Linked DNA regions of Zea mays: region 1 is linked to region 2. A link is a contact called in public Hi-C data. All regions are on one chromosome and are shown on one strand. The core of a region is the stretch at or near the end of the contact, and the rest is flanking DNA. Distances in the headings are between cores, read along the strand shown. Region 1 holds the start of LOC103654324 (tryptamine hydroxycinnamoyltransferase 1). Region 2 holds the start of LOC100283677.

Region 1 (6,507 bases), core at 1,943-4,442, 170 kb after region 2:
AATACAGTGGTTTCTCTAAACTGATTTAGCCCAAGAAAAACACCAAAAGGCCTATACTCTTTGTTGGTGCCAAAAGTAGTGTCAAATGTAACCACATCACCAAAGTGTGCATAGTCAAGAATCATCTTTGCATCAACCCAAAATATGTTGGTTATATGCTCCTCACAATCTAACTGCAAAGCATATTGGAATGATGGATTTTGAGCAATTTTGTCATGAAAATACTTCAACATACTTCCAGCCTGTCCATAAGCCAAATCCCTCTGCCGTTTGCTTTGCAAGTAATTTTTGCGATCACGGCAAGTGTAGCTAAGGTTAAGTGATCCACCAACTTGACGACTAGCCAACTCATGTGCAGCTTTTGGTCTAATTCCAGAATCATCCGCAGTCTCTATTTCAAAAGCTTGCAATTCTGAAATTTTTCTCTGCGATGCCATCAAGTGCCGAGTTTCTGGCAAGTGAAGAAGGTGATTGTGTTCAAGCATAACATCTGTGACTTCATAATTTCCTGCACCTCGATCCAATATAAGGCTCATTCGAGCTTTGCAATCAGTTCTTGTTTCAGCTCTAAAGCACTTTGGCACATGATTTGTTTGCCCTTTCCTTCGGAAGCCCTCATTGGAACAAACAAATCTGCATGAGGTCACCTTACGATCAAAGGTGCTTACATTTGTGTATCTTTTCCTCACATCAAAGCCTGTGCGACCACCATATGCCAACCAAAACTGCCAAGCCTCATCTGCACTTTTGAACCTTAAACCAACTTTAGGAGTCCCTTGTTTAATTCTACCATGGCCTTGTACACCACTCACAATTGCACAAATTTGTTCTCTGAGACACACATCAACTAGTTCTGTAACCCAAAAAAATTGACAAACCAGAAAATATAAAAATCTTGTACCTGGATATAGCCTGACACGAGAGAACTCTTCCAGGAGAGGCGCGGAGGGCGGCGCGGCTGGGCACCGGACGACGGGCGGCGCAGCTAGGCGGACGTCAGGCGGCGCGACAGAGGAGCGGTGCTGAGGAAGACGACGCCGCACGGCAACAGTGAGGAAAACGGCGTGGAGCGGCAGTGAGGAGTCCGCCGCGGCGGATGCGCGAGCAGTACGGAGCAAGTTGGCGGGAACGCGACTAAATGCGACGCTGTTCCCGCGTCCTTCTCTTGTTGGCGTGGGGCAATGGGAAAAGCCAGAGTGCTAGCTTGGAAATCTCTATAGCCGTCAGATGGTAGCTGGAGGGTGCTGATTGAGGGAACGTTACGTTGTAAAGTTGCTCTGTAAAGTTACTCAATCTGGGTTCGGCCTGGACGGCCTGATCCGGAAAGCTATCGAACTGACTTCACATGAGGGAATTGATCTGGACAGATCTGTACGGCAGCCTAGCTAGCTGCCTTGAGTGACCCGACCTAGCTGGATTAAGATGACAAACCTAGACAACTTTGCATATATAGAACAACACGCTTATCCTCTATTCCATTTTTTCGTATCAACCATATATGTTGAGAATTTCGGACATAATTAGTACTGTATATATTTAAATAAAACTTTATTGACTTGTGAGAAATATATATATTATTCCTTTCCCGCATGCTTAGGCAGTAAATAATTTTGGTGGCGACGTGTGTGTTTTCATCCTCCATGAGTGACACGGAGTTGTTTTCTAGTCCATGGTGTAAGCAATATCCATAAGCTCCTTGGCATGCTTGTCCCACAGCGCCACGAACGCGTCGACGCCGCCTCCTTTCCGCAGGCTGGGTATGAGCACGACCACCCCGTCCAGCGGGACCTTCGCCGGCAGGATCCCGGCCAGCCGTCCGCCGCACCCAAAGTCCAGGCGGTGCAGCTCCAGGTGCAGCCAGCTGTCGGACGCGACGTCCGGGAGCAGCACGTTGTCCTCGTCCCCGACCGTGGGCTCCAGCAGCTCCTCGCCGCCGTGCAGGTGCAGCTCCCCGAAGTCGACGAAGGACTGGAAGTACTGGCGGTCGCGCGCGCGCACGGCCGCGCGGATCAGCGCCGCCGCGTCGGCCAGGGCGCCCCGCGCCAGGTCCCGGGCGCAGGTGGCGGCGCTCGCCGTGAGGACCGCGTTGCCGAAGAAGCCCCGCGCCAGGGCGTCGGCGCCGAGGCGCGCGCGGCCGTTCACCGCCGCGTTCAGCGCCGTGCGCGACGCGTCGTCGGCGCGCCCGCGCGCCAGCGTGATCTTCCGCCACAGGTGCGCCGACACGGCCTCGAAGGTCGTGTACCACCGGCCCTGTCCCTGCGGCGGCGCAGCTGAGGCCTTGAGCGCCGCCACGAAGTCGCTCGGGAGGTGCAGCAGCACGTTGGCGATCTCCGAAGGGTCCACCCGGGCCGGCGCCGGCCTGCCGGCGGCGGCGTCCTCGGCGCGCAGGAACTCGGTGCCGCGGTGCTCGAACTCGCACCGCGGCGGCCGGCGCGGCGTGATGGCGCCCGGGCCGTACGGCGCCGGTGCCGGCGGCGCCGCCGGTAGTAGAGTGTCGTGTTTGTTGTTGGCGCGGACGGCGTCGGCCCACGCGTGGAAGAAGGTGGACATGGAGTAGCCGTCCGCGGCCTGGTGGTACGAGGACGAGGCGATGACGAGGCCCCCGCACGCGAAGCGGTTGATCTGGAGCATGAGCATGTGCGGTGGCGGCGGAGCCACGTCGCCGCCGACCGGCACGTGCAGGCGCGCGAGCTCCGGCGCGGGCGCGAGCGGGAGGTGGTCGGAGAGCGCGGACGCCACGGTGGCCTCGACAACGAGCGCGCCCGCGCCGCCTCTCCCCGTGACGAAGAACGGGCGTCGGCGCTCGTCGGCGTCGGCGACGACGAGGCGCGCGGTGAGGAGCGGGAAGCGCGGGAGCGTGGCGGCGAGCGCGTCCAGGAGGGCGGCGTCGGTGGGGTTGGGCGCGGCGTAGGCGAACAGCACGGTGACGTGGTAGGCGGGCGCGACGAGGTCGAACACCGTCAGCGGCACCTCCGCCGACGGCTCCGACTGCGGCGCGGGTATCACGAAGCTCCGCTGCACCTGCACGTCCATGATGCTGGCTGGCGAGCTTGAGCTAGGTAGCTAACTGCTAACCCTTGTGACTTGTGAGTACGTAGGGAAGCTTTGTGACTTGAGAGAGTGCAAAAGATGGTGGTGGTGGTGCCCACAGTGTGTAGGCAATGGCAGTCTATATATAGTGTGTGTGTGCCGTGGAAACCTCGTCGTGTCTGAACACTGAACTGAACCCTGCATGTGTTTCGGTCTGGTCTGGAGACTGGAGTGCGCGCGGTGGTGGTTGGTGTGCCAAATAGCTCAAGCTCGCCATGCATCGATCCGTGCGTCCTCGTAAATGCGTGCCTGTATACAGACAGACAGAGAGAGGGGTCAGATCAGGGAGCGAGAGGTGCACTGCAGTCTGCATGCAATGGTTGACGTGCTTGGCCGCGATCGTCCAAACGGTGCCAAAGGAATAGTCGGATAGGGAGACGTCACCTGAACCTGATGAGGACGACGCAGGAGGCCAGGAGCACGACCACCCGCGAGTTCGTTCCCAATGCATGCATGCTGTTCTTGGCCCTACTACGTGCCCCTGGTCCACGGTCGTCTACTGGCCCTGGCCTGGGTGTACGCACAGTCGTGCATGCCTGCGTGCGGGACCGGGGGACCACGACGACACCAACCGCGCGCTACGTGTCTGCAATCTGCATGCAGCAGAGGTCAAACTTGTGTGCGAGATGGCGTCGTCATGGTCATGCCATGCGACACCAACCACTGAACTGAGGAAAAGAAACCTGTAGGGCGTTTGGTTTACATATTTGTAACGTAATGGGTAACGGATAACGTTAAATCATGTTTGTTTTAGTCTAACCGTAATCAAATACCACACTAAAATTTGATACCAGCATATTCAAATTTGTTAGCGCCAGTAATCGAGCCGAAACCATTACCATTACCATTTGCGTTACATTTTTTGAACCAAACGGCACCCTGGTGACTCCAACTGTTGACTCTCCTCTACCCATCTGTGTCGTGGGCCTGCCCGCGAGAACGGGACCCATTTGCGTTGCACTTCTCGTGAGGCTTGCAGTACAGTCCATTCCACGCCACGGCCCAATAAAATCTGACGCCGAAGTCACCGCGGAGCCTTTCTCAAGAGGAAATAAATTACAGATGGAAATATTTCTATTTTTCTGTAAATAACACTGATGATACGCACATCTGAACAATTCCACCGCACAGCATATGTAGACATATCAAATATTGCGCTGCGCAATGCTGACATCAGCGGTAAAGGTTCAAGCTGCCGACGGTGAAGAAAACATCAGGATTGCATTCAAGTAATTTTGCCAGGTCCCTCTTGCGTCCAGTAGACAGGTTTTATACTAGATGAAAACAGAATATTTTTGGGGTTGGGACACGCCGCTCCGACTTCTAGTGGTGGTGATGATCCGTAAAACAGTTCTATTGTCATGCGGGATGCCTCTTGCGCTAGATGCTAACACGGTCAGAAGCTCGGTATGGGGTCAGCAGCTATGTACACAAGTATATATGCAGACGGGAAATAACTTTATGTTTTTGGCTAATGTCTAACATTACAGGTGGGGGGGAAAAAGTTTCAACAGTGCTGCTGGCTGTAACGAGGGAGCGGCTGATTTAATTCGCGTACCTGAAAAGGAGAGTCCAAGAGTTATAATCCTGGAAGAAGGAAACAAACAGGAACCTTAGTCTGTTAGTGTACCTTTCTAATATAAAGAGGGGGAACCAAATGCAGATGCAGAGCAGCATATAGTTGCTCAGATTTTTGTTCATCAATGCGTTTCAGTGCTCGATCTTGCGCGTTAACACTTGCAAGCATGATTCCCTGATGGCTGATTCTTATGTGACTTTGCGTCTCAATGCATGTGAACTGTGATGTCATTGAAAGCATGTTTTTTTGTGTGTGTGTGGTTAGAATAGGTTGACTGGTTTCCCCAGAAAAACCAATTTATCAACAAGGCAACGACCAGATACAAGAGAGAAAAAAAATTATATAATATTTTAATTGATTAGGGAAAAGATGTTGAGAAATTGTGGTAAGCTAAAACAAATCCAACTTTAGTCTCTGTAGCATTGGGTTGGGGGTAAACAAATCACTAGTGTTACAGTCTCCTTCCTCAGACACCTCATATATGGCATTCCTCTACTTGCATTCAGTGGAAGAGCTTTTAAAATATCAGATAAAGAAGCTGTAAAATGCATTGTTAAAGTTATATATATAAAAAAGGCAAACTGTGCACTGATTGCTACCTTCAAGGACGATCCCCACCGGAAACTTTGCCTTGCAGATTGCACTTGCGGTCTTGAAATTCATTGCTGGAGGAAACACCCTGTCAGGAGCTTCCTTGGCATTTCAAACCATGCTATTCTTCTTGTTATACCTTGATTCCAAGTGCCAGGTAAACCATGACATTGTGGGGGTCAGGAACCAGCGAATCTCTGCTCTGGTTGTTTGAGGAACTGAAACTCCTCAGAATATAACTGTAAAATCCTAGAGACTTCACCTACAACTGAACTAGTTACATGCTGATTGAATAATGCCATGTACTTGGTGATTATCTCAAATTCATCCTGCTGAAATTCATTAGGTAAGGCACTCCTCCATTTCCCTGATTCTCCAGCAGAAGAAAATCCATAAAGAAGTGAAAGGAAGGTTATAGGGTCTGGCAAGCAGCCTTTGTTAGACATCTTATCTTTCAGGTCCATTGCCTTCCCAAGCATATTATGTCTACACAAGCTGAAGATTATAGCATTGTACGCTGAAATCCTTGGGTCCAATCCATCAGAAATCAATCCCCTGAATACATCTAAAAGGGCACTCTTCTCGTGAGCCTGTTTAGTATCACTGCGGTTTGAGTTGACCATACCGTGCCTACAGTTTACGAGCCCATTCACTAAATAATGCACTGTAGCATCATTAGGAGGGCAATGGTTAAGCAGCATATGCTCAAAGTACGCTGCAGCTTGGATCACTTTATCTTTCTTAAAGAGACTACCAATTAGAACTGTGTAGTGTACAACATTGGGAAATAGACCCTCAGACTGCATCTTTGCAAATAAATCTTCTGCACTGTATGTGTCACCGATGTTGCAGTATCCACATATTAGTGATGCATATGTAAAAATATTCGGCTTGCATCTTCGCTTCATCATATCACATAAAAGCCTAAGTGATGCACTTATGTCACCTTTTTTAGCGTAGCCATCGACAAGTGTAGTATATGTAAACTCATCTGGGATACACCCAGCCTTTCTCATGCTGCTCATGCATGTAACCGCCTCTTTCATCATTCCAAACTTACAATATCCTTTTATCATAACATTGTAGGCAACAATATCAGGGCAGGCTTTTTCTTCCATGAATTCGAATATTTTCCTCGCATCACTGAGTTTGTCACTCCTAACGAACCCATCAATCAGAGTAGTATATATAAATTTATCAGGCTGGACTTTTTGCTCAAGCATCTCTTCAAGAAGGTTCTTAGCTGC
Region 2 (6,037 bases), core at 3,428-5,927:
AGAACACACAGGGTCTTATCTTTGTTGTGGATAGCAATGACCGTGACCGTGTTGTTGAAGCCAGAGATGAGCTGCACAGGATGCTGAACGAGATAAAACATTTTACTAGACCATTTTATTATGCTGTTGCTTTCTATCAATAAGCTTTTGTGTGGCAAGTTTTTGAATTTTGCATCTTTGGTGTCATTCACGTGACAGAGAGCATAATCGGCTAAGCTGAGTGAATGTCATTCTTCAGCAACTTTGAAAAATGGAATATGAAACAAACAAGAAATAATTTGTCTTCTTCAATGAAAAAGTTGTGCAAGTTTTTTTTGGTTTTATTATATTATATTATTTGTTTATTGATATATCCAAGGCTATTATGGTGTCGTCTAGGCGTTGAGCCGCTAAAAAAACCTGGGTGTCCCGTCGCCATGACAAAAAAATCAGCAAAATGAGGGGAGGCAAAAGAGAAGAATTGGAGGACCGGGAAGGCCAAGCACTTGTCTCTGCTTCTATCCCCATCGGCTCTAGACGCTATGGCCATCACAAACTTCTGCAACATCAGGCATCTGGCAGGGGCAGCAGCAGTCAGCAACCCTTGATCTGCGATCTAATGGCAACTGGAGGGGATCTGGAAGGGGACCAGCACCAGCAGTGAGGCAGGGGAGAGGAAGCGGTAGGGAGGAAGGGGTTGCGGGCGAGCGCAAATGGAGAACGGGAGAGGGGCAGTGGCAGCGGCAACCTGGAATGCTTATCATGGGGAGGGCTGAGGGAACAGGTAGGTCACACAATATGCCAGGAAGGATATATGGGCTGGTGGGCTGGGACTTAGGGTCTTGTCCTTTTCTTTCCTTTGTGCTGTTGCTTTAAAGTTTCTTATAATCATATGGCATCTTCTTGCCTCACTTTATGATCACCTAGGAACTGCCTAGGCGATTGGAAGCGGTGTCTCACCACACCTTGCCTTGGTGCCTGAGTAATCTTGAATATATCGTATAGATCTTTGGTCTACAGTACTCTAATGAAAATAAGACAAATTCTCTTGAAAATACAAATTTTGTGATAGTGAAATGAAATTCATTTTGTTTGTATGGCAGGATGAGCTACGTGATGCTGTGCTGCTTGTTTTCGCCAACAAGCAAGATCTTCCTAATGCCATGAATGCTGCTGAGATCACTGACAAGCTTGGATTACACTCCCTGCGCCAGCGACACTGGTAAGCAACTAAACAACAGTTATGTACTTTGTAAAGCATCTGTGACTAGGAAGCTACTTATGTGATCATAGCTTGCATTGACTTATCGTGTTGTTTGTGTTCTTGCTGATAGGTACATCCAGAGCACTTGTGCCACAACTGGCGAGGGTCTGTACGAGGCCTGGACTGGCTGTCCAGCAACATTGCGAGCAAGGTATACATATGGCTTGTTTGTCTCCAGTAAATATATTTGTTCGATCTGCAAATAGTTTTTCCATTTTACCTTTTCCCCTATGCATAGCGTGTTTGAAGCACTGTTTCTCACTACTAAATCAACTTGTTATGATTCCTCCCTTTTCTGCACATGTAGGCTTGAATATCAAATGCGAACTGACTAGGAGCTCCGGATGTATCATGGAAACTTAGGACAGAATCGCCTCTGCAACCTGTTAGGTGTCTTCTACCGGCACAATATATCTTCCAAACCCACAGTCTGGTTAGTGTTTTTTTTGCTATGCAACATTGGGAAAACTGAAACCTTTATGCTATTTTGAATACACGACGATTATTTAAATCCTTGCAGTGAATTTCCTGTCATGGCCCATGTATACCAGTATGCATGACTTTGGTACTTTTTCAGAAATGCACATATTAATTCCTGATAATTGTATTGTACTTGTGATAATAATAAGAATCATCATAATCCTCCGCACGATGGTAATATCGAACATAATACTTTGTGTTGTTTAGTCAGAATACTACCTATTAACTGATGTTCTAGATCTGACACTTCTACCTTACTTTTTTGTTTAGTTACCCGCTCCATCCAGGGGATCATATACTTCTATGGATTGAGCCCTCTGGGTATCTTCTTGTCTATTGTTTAATCTATGTGACTCGTCAAAATTTTGGCACTTTTTTCTTGTTCACCACAATGAAGAAAAGTAATTTCATCCTTGGTTTTGCATCTGAGCTTTAATAATCTTTAATGTGTAATCTTAGGGGCTCTAAAGATATCTTTTCCCTGTGCCTTGTGAGACAAAGTCCATCGACTCGACAGAGAAAGCAACAGTTTGGTTTTGATGGGCAGAACAAAAGAAAGCTTTACTCGACTGCGGATGGTGTCTACTAATCCTGCTCACTTTGCAACTAGAGTGTGTAAGATTTTACCTTCGGCTGATTGTTTTGTGTAAGCAAAGATTGTACTGAAACTAAAGAAGTTGTGTGAGTCGACTCTATTTACCCTGTTGGCCCACTTTTTATGTTGCAGAAGGTTTTCACATCACAATTTGTAAATGGTCTAAATAGTATACATTCATTTTTAATGGCAGCAGTCGTGCAACCTGAATGTATGTCATGTTCCACAATTTGTAAATGCTGGATTTTTCATTTGTTCAATATCCGGCACACCTACTTTTGTGCTTTACCACAATCAAATTGGAAGACCCCAATTTGGACCGGACATGAAGTATGAAAAAAGTGTGCCTGGATTTTTTCCTATCGTTGGACTGAATCACATGCTGCATTTAGAATAACCTATTTTTCGGTAATAACAATTCTCTATAAATGAATGTTTGCCAATATTTCCTGTATGAGAGAAAAAAATCTTCAGAAGAACTGTTACCGGGTTCAGTGCTTCTGATTTCTGAATGAAGGTTAAACTGTCTGTTTTAAACTAAAACTTTGGTAAGCTTGATTCATTGGACTCTAGCAGGTGCAATACAGAACTCTAGATTGGTGTCATTATCATGGAGCCACCCAGACTAATATACTCTTATATGGGTACCACTTGCTAGCTACCTTTGGACCACTAAGCTTGTATGCACAGAAACAATTGATACTTTATTATGAGTTCTCAATCCTTTGCATTTGCCTTAGTATTCAAATGATTGCAATAGAAATGTATTGAATTATCTTTATGGTACTTTATTGTAAAGATTTGGACGTGTTTGAATAATTATTCCATTTAAATAAGATTTAACTATGTGATATATAGCCGTAGCGACGAGCTACCCAACTAAGATCGACTGCAACCGAGGACAACCCATCCATCTACGTTCGCTTGGGGACAATCGATATTCACATTTGTATTCACAATCTCAATGTATCTTAATAAAATGTATTAATCTCAATGTATGTTAATAAAATGTGTTGATTCCGTAGCAACGCACGGGTATATACCTAGTCTAAACTGAAGACGGAATAGGAAACCGATCTGGCGGTTCGTCCACAGTTTCCACGGCCACGCTTGGTGGGCTGGGCCGACGCAGGCAAATTGGCCTCGTCAATTTGGGGACTAGCCTGACCGGTTCTTGTTTTTTTCCCCTCCCTTTTCCCACTCTTATTTTTGTCCCTCTTGATGCCTCGAAATATGTTGCCCTCAATTATTTTTTTCCTCCAACACGCTCTCTCTTTTATGTTGAGAACTTGACGATGCTATTCAATCTCTGCTCTGTCCTAGTTTACCGTATCAACAATTGAACTTCTTAGATGTAAGCCCGTCTTCCGCATCTCTTCTATCCTAATTTCTATCCCGATCTTATATTTCAAACTCCAATATATAAATAACGCAGTCTATAATATAAAGCGGTATTGTACACTATCATATTTACAGTCTGCTGCATATATATTGTTGTTTGTGTGACGGAGATAGTAATAAACTAGTAATGGACACGTTGTGTCATTTGTCATCCCCAGCACGTTGCAAAAATAGTATATGGCTGCCGGATTTTATTCAGGTCAACGTACTGATTTTTTTTATAAAAAAAAGATGTGTGCTGTGCTGTCACATATCTCCCTCCCGCCGCTAATAAATGTGCGATTGGGCCCAAACCGGCCTCGTCGAACCGCTCCATATCTGCGAATCGGGTGTGGATGCAAGATGTCTCGTGATGTTCACATCCGCGGCGGCCTTCCACCTCACGTATGATCGTCTACGGATTCGGTTTGTGTTGGATTGGATGGGTGGGGATCCAAAACTAACTAGACGGAGGCGTCTCGTACCGAGAACCCATTCGCCCGTTAACGCGGGATCCCAACGATCTGGGAGTATTTAACTTCTTACTGGGTCCTGGAGTAGAAGGTTCTAACGGATCCAAACCAGCGTCTCCGACTCCGGTCCGGTCCGAGACGGACCCGGTAATAAGAAAGAGGTCGTGGGCTCGTGCTGTGGCCTGTGGAGGAGAGGAGGTTAGGTTGAGGCCGTGGGCCGTGGCTGCCCACCCACCTGAAAACTACCCAACCCACCCGCCCACCACTTCTTCTCACGCGTCCCGCCGCGGCGCCACACGCTGCACCGGTCTCACGCCCCCCACGACGCCGTGGGGCCCTGTCGGTGGACCAGGCCCACGGTTGGCTCTTCCTCGCTTCCTCCTCCATTCCTCTCCCTCTCTCTCTCGTCGGTGGGACCGTGGGATACGCTGACGGACGGACGGGCTGAGGCAAGGCCGCCTGCGGGCGGGAGGAAGAAAAGCGAAGCTGCTGCGCCCTCCCCTCCCCCATCTCCGCCCCCCGCCTCACCCACCAGACGAGAGAGCGAGCGCAGTTCGGCCGCCGGTCGCGTCCGACTCCAGCAAAGCCGAGCGCCCACCCCCTCACCCTATTACCTTCCTCTCGGGTCCAATTCGGTGCCTGGCTGACTCCGCACGTCTTCCCCCCTTTTCCCTCCCTCGACCGACGACCGTCCGTCCACCACCGGATCCAGGAGCGACCCTCCCTCGTGCTCGTCGACGATCGACCGGCCGCCGATCGTCCAGGTACTGCGCAAGCTCATCACCGCCGCAGCTTCGCTGCTCGCTTCTTACTGCCTAGCTGGGGTTTGTGGTTCTGTTTCGTACCGCAACTGATTCATCATCGAAACGGAAGCCGACACCACCAAGGCCGAGCGACTTGCTGAGACGGACAAGGTACTCTAGTCCACGACGAACGAAATTGAGCTTATGGATTCCCTGTTCTTCTCAGGAAGGATGTCGAGCCTCGAGGAGCCGCTGGGTCTCGGAGACCTGCCTAAGTTGAGTATTAACAGACTCGGGCGGTTCGTGTCGCTGGGCGCTCGGAGGCCACCGGCCGACGACGACGACCACAGCACTGGCAAGTAAGTGTAGCCATATACGTATGGTATGGATACTATATCACTATGAGCAGTTGACGTGCACAACTCATCAAGGCCCCCAGATGGGGTGAGACCGCCAGCAGCAGTGTCGTTCGTTCGTCCGTGCGTTCTGCCGAATGCTTTTGGTTGTTTGAAGTTCGTAATTGTTTGCTCGGCTTTCAGATACAGCAGCAGCTCCTGCAACAATGGCAGCCATCAGATGGCCTTCCATCATGGCAGCAACTCCTCCTATCCCTGGCACCCGCAGTGCCGCCAGGCCGCCGATCCATCACGCGATGCAGTGGAGCTTAGAGATCTCCCTCGCAAGGTATTTTTCGCCTTTGCACCCCCACCGCATCAGCCAGCCTAGCTTGTCGATCGATCGACCGACAGTACGTCCCTCACCCAGGTCATGTGGGAGCTGCCGAGGTTCGTGAAGATAGTGGAGGTGGGGCCTCGGGACGGCCTGCAGAACGAGAAGGGCAACGTCCCGGCGTCCGTGAAGATCCAGCTGATACACAAGCTGGTCGGCGCGGGCCTGTCGGTTGTCGAGGCCACCAGCTTCGTCTCCCCAAAGTGGGTGCCGCAGGTGACGTGCATGTAGCCTACTACCATAGTGCCATGGCTCTTCCATGGAAAAAAAAGGTCATCAAGTTCTTATCTAGCACAGTACGTTTGGCAACTGCAGCTAGCCGACGCAGAGGAGGTGCTGAAGGGTATAAAGCAGGAGCCAGGCGTGCGGTACCCGGTGCTAACACCTAACCTCA

What was found. Hi-C and Micro-C count contacts between places; a contact is called where the count stands out from the background.
Region 1: a Hi-C map of ear shows a contact between it and region 2, with 2.2 times the contacts expected there. The contact joins the promoter of LOC103654324 here to the promoter of LOC100283677 in region 2. A contact is called at or near these places in 4 of 25 Hi-C or Micro-C datasets (ear, leaf and tassel) and 1 of 3 datasets of contacts at active chromatin or transcription factors (leaf).

The regions. Positions count from the first base shown.
Region 1 is chr4:192,243,051-192,249,557 of Zm-B73-REFERENCE-NAM-5.0, forward strand. It overlaps LOC103654324 (tryptamine hydroxycinnamoyltransferase 1), which reads right to left and starts at 3,193. Exons shown (of 1, transcript XM_008681169.4): 1 at 1,525-3,193. The coding sequence starts at 3,033. The coding sequence ends at 1,663. LOC103654325 (pentatricopeptide repeat-containing protein At1g52620) reads right to left here. Exons shown (of 2, transcript XM_035967483.1): 1 at 5,269-6,507; 2 at 4,293-4,677. The coding sequence ends at 5,440.
Region 2 is chr4:192,075,832-192,081,868 of Zm-B73-REFERENCE-NAM-5.0, forward strand. LOC100283677 reads left to right here and starts at 4,678. Exons shown (of 9, transcript NM_001156578.2): 1 at 4,678-4,935; 2 at 5,141-5,273; 3 at 5,454-5,598; 4 at 5,680-5,859; 5 at 5,959-6,037. The coding sequence starts at 5,146. It also overlaps the pseudogene LOC109945601.